Regions from separate parts of the Gossypium hirsutum genome. Here region 2 is linked to region 1. A link is a contact called in public Hi-C data. All regions are on one chromosome and are shown on one strand. The core of a region is the stretch at or near the end of the contact, and the rest is flanking DNA. Distances in the headings are between cores, read along the strand shown.

What was found. Hi-C and Micro-C count contacts between places; a contact is called where the count stands out from the background.
Region 2: a Hi-C map of leaf shows a contact between it and region 1, with 3 times the contacts expected there. The contact joins the enhancer-like site here to the promoter of LOC107940643 in region 1. A contact is called at or near these places in 7 of 34 Hi-C or Micro-C datasets (callus, fibers, hypocotyl and 2 more).

What each region holds. Positions count from the first base shown.
Region 1 is chrA09:38,316,268-38,320,116 of Gossypium_hirsutum_v2.1, forward strand. LOC107940643 (protein PSK SIMULATOR 3) reads right to left here and starts at 1,424. Exons shown (of 1, transcript XM_016874077.2): 1 at 1-1,424. The coding sequence starts at 1,271.
Region 2 is chrA09:38,797,897-38,801,373 of Gossypium_hirsutum_v2.1, forward strand. LOC107888746 (cleavage and polyadenylation specificity factor subunit 1) reads right to left here. Exons shown (of 26, transcript XM_016812936.2): 26 at 2,728-3,194. The coding sequence ends at 3,080. Among protein-coding and RNA genes, the nearest start is that of LOC107888746, 20 kb to the right of the region's middle. Within about 2 kb of position 2,060, at least 3 of the 9 cell types and tissues checked have an H3K27ac peak or open chromatin away from gene starts, as enhancers often do. A contact at or near this core is called in hypocotyl and leaf, where this site is marked.

The DNA.
Region 1 (3,849 bases), core at 174-2,673:
ACAAGCAGCTCGGTGATAGCTGCTTCGGTCTTTTCTTTATTCGCAAAGAAAAGAGTTTGGAAAAGAAGAATAACATTTGTTTTGGGCAACAAATTCTGGTGCTCAAAGCTCCTTTCACTTTGCCATTTGATCGTGTTGTGTGCCAATGGCGATAACCAACCCAATATGCTTCTCACAGCTGTTCTCCATTCTCCAGCAAGGACTGGATCACTCGCTGATGACAACCCTCTTCCTTTTAATCTACCCCTTAAACACGAACTAATACTGCTAGGAAGCATGGAATAAAGATCGTCTCTTGCATCAATGCCTACTAATTGTGGTGACTTGATCATCTTCTCCATAATGATAATCAAATTCGCATAGTGTAGAGCTAAAGCCGCCGCCCCTAACGTACTTGATGGAGGCTTTAAAAGCTTCGAGTTCGACTCGAAAAAACTTACCGGCTTCGAAGAAGTCTTCAATGGACCTGATACAAAGTGAAAAGTGTCGGGGTTTTGAGTTGGATGGACAGTTGCAGAAGCTGAGAGACTTCGTGGTAAACAAGAAGGATACCCAAACTCAAACCCGAAAAAAACAAGCTTCAACCTTGCTAAAATAGTGAAAATCGATCTCACAAGTATGGAAACAACCATGTCAAAGCTTTTGTTCCATAAACATCTCTCTTTCAAATACTTAACTTCTTGTCTTTGCCAAAAAAGCTTTGTTTGCAGATCAACAATCTTTTGTTCTTTGATTGAAGATGGTTTATATTCTTTACACTTTCTCAAGCAGTTCTCAATTGTAGATAACTCCTCCATTTCTTTATACAAAGTTACCGTAATGGTGACGTACTTGTCCATCTTCTTTCTTTTAGCTTCCATATCTTTAGAACTCAGAACCCAGCCATGTCTATCATGACCCGAGTTAGCGAACTCATCGAACCACCCACCGAAACCTTGAAGATCCGAGTCTTGGCACCTTTTGCTTATCCTGGAAATGGATTTTGCTACTACCCTTATATTTTCAGCCATTTCAGCACACGCCAACCCTAACAGGAAAGACTCATCGTTAGAAACAATCTTGTGGACTCCTTCGAGAGATAAAGATTCATCACGAAGACGAATTATAGTCGTATCTGAAAGACAATTCCAGAGCTGTAGAAGCTTTGACATATGTCCAGCGATTTCAAAGGATAAAACCCCAACGTTGGCTTTATGATTTGAAGATCTTGCAGTATCAAGGGTGTTGGATATGGTTTTTTTGAGTTTTATGAGCCATGTTTCAAGAGCCATGAGGCAAAGAAGAAAGGAATGGATCCACTGAAACAAATGGAATGCAAAGAGAAATAATTGAAGAGTGGAAGTTTGCAGAGATAAAAGAGATAGTGAATGAAATGGGAGGAGTTGAAAATTTTTGCAGATTTGAAGCTCGTGGGATGTTGATTGAGCCCATTATAGAAATAGCAACTCCATTATAAATTGTTCCATTTTTCAAAATTAAATAAACAAAGGGAAACTACAATTTTTTTTTTTGCCCAATTATAAAAAGCTATAAAATAACTTTTAATTATTTATTTTTTCCTTTAATCACCAGTCAATTGTTAAAAAAATGAAACTTTAAAAAATAAAAGATAATTTGAGTGATAAAAAAATAAAATTAAATAGTTAAATAATTTTTTATGATTAAATGACCACAAAACAAACAAAACTATAATTGAGTAACTAATATGATATACCTATAAATAAATAAAAATAAAAGAGAGCTTGGGGAAGAGTTCCATTTCAAATAGATGCAGAGCAGCGCGTGATCGATGGAGTAACCGGATTGCTTATTTGTCTTTTTTGGATTTGAAAAACAATGACTTTAAAAGCGAGTGGGGCATATTTAATGGTTTCAATATTTGTAATAAAAAGGGGAAAAAATATTTTGTGGTTTTCTTTTTTCTTTTTGATTCATTTAATCAAATAAAATGATCTAAAGTTAGATGTTATTAAAATTGATGACTCAATGAGTTGGACTGATATGAATTATTGTAAATCGATAAAATTGATAATAACAATTTAATCAATTCAGTTAATTATGATTTTTTTTCTATTTTTGTTATTTTTATAAATTTATTTATTTTTATCTGATTAATATTAAATTGATGGTACAACACATTAAACCGAAAATTAATGAATTAATGGGTTCAACTATAATTTTCAGTTAGACCACCACTCTAAACTCTTATAACAGTGACAATATCTGATCATTTCACTTGTGTTTGGTAAAAGAAACTTTACTTCCTTTTCTGGTCTGTTTTTTTCTACAATGACGAAAGTCCATATTTATCCTCTTCATATTTTGATTGATATTCAGGATACGTTTGATTCACTATAATAGAATAAAACTGTAATTGAATAGAACTGTAATAAAATAGAGTTGTAATCAGTAATTCAACTGTTTAGTTGAATGGAATGAAATAGAGCTGTAATAGTATTCTTGTGTTTGGTTGAATGGTATGATGTTGTAATAGCATAAAGAAAAAAACTAAAATGACCATAATACCCTTAGCAGAATTTTTTTTAGGCAGATGATTATTGTTATTATTATTAATTTTAATAAGATTATTATTGAAAATAATTTAATAAAAATAATAAATAATTTAACCATATTTTAACATAATTATTATTAAATATAATTTAATAAAAAATATAAATTAATAACATTCTTAATATAATTATTATATGAATTAAAAAAATCAAAATATATAATACTATAAAAATATATATAATCTACTTTATTATTTTTAAACTGCAATACATATTTAATGTGCTAAAACATCATTAGTGAAATAAATAATTTAATTATTCTACAATTAAAATAAAATATTGAAGTAATAAATAACTTGAGAATTATATTTCACATCCAAGCATAATATTCATATATTAACAAAAAGTTACATGATTTCATTAGTTTATATGTCATAATCCATATGTTTTAAAATTTTATAACATCAAAAAGTTGCAACATTGTAATGACATCCTATCATGTCATTATACCATCCAAATATTACAAACACAAAAAGTTACCAAAATATCATCAATACAACCATGATTTTTAATGGACAGCAAGAAATCTTCTGACCTATTCCAATCGCACAGTAGAAGGTAAACTAAAGAAAACGAGCATTTGTGTTGGATGATCTGGAATTTTGTTCAATGCTCGATAATGCTCATCCTCAGTTAAACCTTCTACTTCACGTAATGTTGGATATAATTTCAGCGCACTTTTTTTGAATGGTCATTTCTGACTTTTGTTGAATTAGCACTTCAAAGGCAATACACTTACAGATTTCAAGGCCAACGGTCTATATATTTTCCGCCAATAAAGTGGCAGCATCATTAAATGAAGTAGAATAATCACTTGCATCAGAAATCCTTTTTATCTTCTTTGAAAATGTGGAATCACCTTGGTTTTTAGCTAGTTGCGGTTGTGTAGCTGAAAGATCCATGTCATCCAAAGAGACATCATTTTCGCATCAATGGAAATCGTTTCTTTCTTCATGAGTATTTGTAGTAGCCACATCCTCAACATCTATTTCTTCAATAATATCAGCGACCGTTTGAGCATCTTTTCTAGTGGCTCGATCTTTTGCGTAGATGGCAGTAAGTTGGTCATAATAAGGGAAAATCTGATGTTTGAATTGAGCAGCTTCTTTATGACTCTATAAAAATGAGGAATTCATATTAGATATAAGTTTGGTCAAAATAAGATAATAAAGAATTGAAATAATTCTTACATTTATATATGAGTTCCACACCGCATCTTCAACAACAACAAGCTACCTATGCTCATCCCAACCAAAGCCGTTATTGTTTTTTTCACTAA
Region 2 (3,477 bases), core at 810-3,309, 480 kb after region 1:
TAATTGGTCTCCACTACCACTAGATTGTTTGTATTATATAATAATAGTCAACTCATAATCAATTACATCCAATAAGTTTGGTTGTCTTTCACCGGCAACAAATGTTGTGAATTATAATCCCCACTTGTCATGGCGCTTACCTTAGCGACTATTTTCCTTTTCTTGTTCTTTTCTTTTTTCGCTTTTTGAGAGAAAATTAGCTTTAAAACAATTTGGTTACCACCACATATATTTTCTAGGGACATTCACATTTGACAATATGCCTTTCTTCCCACTTCAAAACCCAAATTAAAGCTATAAAGATAGGAAATCCGACCATAAGGACTTCAAATCTAGTTGGTGGTGGGTCTAAACCTATATACCCACTTTTTAGCGTTTAAATTTTATTATTAATCCATGTAGTACATATAAGTTGTGAATTTAGTCTTTATATTTTTATTTAGTCATTTTCAATCTTTATACTTTTAGAATTTTAAAATTTTAATTCTAAGTAAATAGTAGCTATTAAATTTATTAAGTTCTAGTATTTTTAAATTTTGATGTGGCAAATATATTATCACATGTGTAATGTCATGCTTATTATTTCCATATATTACTCACAAAAAAATACCAGTTAATAGATTGAATAACTATCGTTTGCATCAAGAATAAAATTTCGAAATTCGAAAAATATAGTGACTAAAAATGATCTAATTAGAGAACACGGACTAAATCTATAACTTTATACATAATATATGACTAATAGCATAATTTAACCAAATAAATTTTAACTGCAACCATTTAATTAAAATTAAGTTTAAAAATTTAAAAATTACAAAAAATTACAAAAAATTAAAATAAATTAATTCAAAAAATAAAAAAACTAAAATTCATCAAACTTTAATTTATACAAAGTACATTATGTAATAACATAAAAAATATGGAATCCTATCTAATGATCATGAGAATGGAGTGTTGGATATTTGACTCCCACCCAACCGAGGAGTCAGTCCGGGTCAGACCATGGCTATCTATTCTATTAATAGGACCCATTCCAAGACTTCTATTAATTAATTGAGCCGAGTCTTGTATATTGATTGGACCATATTATAGGTTTGCATTATTACTTGTCCTACAATATTGCTTTTGACTAATGCTATCGATGGAGAAATCAAACCAATAAACATATGTGAGACCCAGAAACCTCTTCTTTTATGATAATGGTTTATGCATTATGACGTAAATGGACCTTTTTTTTCTTTCTAAATGTTATGGAATTCAACTTTAAGAGATATATTTTTTATAAAAGGTAGAGTACGAATTATCCAGGATTAAATTCAAGATCAAATTTCAATTGAACTTGTGTTGTACTCAAGATTGTTTTTTGAATGCTTTGAATTAAGAAATAAGGAGAGAGAATGGTTTAATTTTGAGATATTGGATGTAAAATTATATTAAAATGATGTTAATAAACGTATCTAAAAGTCCTTGAAACCCTTTTACATAAATAAACATAATATTAATCTTTTAAATTAAATCCTATGAGAAGAATTCATTTGAATCATTGTATTTTTTAGTATGTTTTGTACTTGTCATACATGTAAATTTTTAAACCAATCTAATTTATCTATCATTTTGATCTACAATATATATATTAAAATTTATTAAACAGTAAAAAATTGTTATAAAATAAATAGTTAGAAATTTTAATTTATGTCAAATTTAACATGCATTATTTATATGAATAGAATATTAAATATAACAGTTAAATTGTTAAAATATTAATCGTACAAAAATATTTGAAAAAAATGTAAATTAAAAAAAATTATATTATGTAAATTGATTTCTCGCCTATAGATATTTCATTAAAATGTAAAAAAGAAATTCACATACAACAAAGTAGAAGGGCATATTGATTGCCTAGCCCTATTCAAAGCATCGGGTCGCCGATGGATATGAAATGAAGGAGCATTGTTCCACTTTAGCAGGACATTCCTTAAAAGAAAAATGCACTCATAGACCATACCCGTACACTTCAGAAACATCTGTTGACACTTAAAGAATAACATGATGAACCATGTCATGTGCACGTGTGTTGCATCATTGTACCAACACGTTATTCACCCACACACGTGTAACGATACAGTAAACCTAAATTCATTTTTTTATGGTCATGAAGTGATTGAATTATCTGCTTAACCCAACGGTAATGGAGGTTCAACACTAGTAAATCACTGGATTATGATATAGTGTAATGTGCTTAATCACCAGTGGCTTAAATTTAATTTATGAACGTACATACTAATAATGAGAAGATTGAAGTGGAAGTGCCAGGTTAGTTCATCTTACAGCCGGTATTGATTCTACTGGACAAAGGTAGGGTACAAGTTGGGTGCATGCTCATTATAAAACTGGGGACCGAGGTGGGGCTGTTGGATTATAATTGGGTTTTGACTTAAAACATCTAAATGAAAAAAACGATGTTTTACCCTATACATACACTTCTTTTTCAAAACTTCATCATAAATTGGTAGGCTGTCCATTCAGTATTTTACCCTTTTTTTTTCTGTCTTCATAATAACATTTACCTACATTCATAATTGTTGTTGTAACATAACTCTATTATGTCAAACAATAATAAGCCATTGCTGGAGCCACAGTTCGAAAATAAATTCAGATAGCTGATGACGTTCTACCAAACATGATTGAACAACTGGGCACAAGCAAAGTGCAAATTCACCTGGAATGTTAAAAGAAAACAGGTGCAGACATTCATTTAATCAGCTACACAAGTTCAAAAGCAATCAGCAGTTTACAGCCGCAGTGGCTTCTAACAAAAGATTACAGAAATTTACTGCGCTGCTATTATAGTCCTGTTTACTAGCTCCAAGATACAAGATTCTACACCATACAGATAAAACACAATCCACTATACGACATTTGTTTTCCTTTCTCAATATCATATGAACTAAAGACACCAAACCTGATCTGAATAAGCTTTTAAATGCTGTCACTCATCCTACAACAGGTATGCTCCTCATGAATTGTTCCATACAAATCAAATATTTTCCATAACCTACCTGCCTTGATATCTGCTGCTTTACAAGAAGCTTGTTCCCAAAGTAAGATCATTTAAATTAGACAAAATTTGGGAACGGGTTGTTCCAATCTGATGAGCAATTTCAAGTTGTTCCTCCAATGGAAGCATTTCATAACTGCAAAACAATTTCAAAATGTGCAGCCGTCATGATACTATACGGTTCCCATTGATCACATACACTAAATGACCTATTGATTTAAATAATTCTAGCCAACGGTATTATCAGCATTTCTCACCTCACAAATTTGCATGGGATATTAGTTTAAACAAAGAAAGCAAATGATATATTTTCACGAGGAAATTTTTCTCTTGGGCTTTAGTGGAGTAATACATTCTAATACATGGTCAGGCATGCCCACCAAAAACTTGAAAATGCAAATGTTATGCTTGGAGAAGAA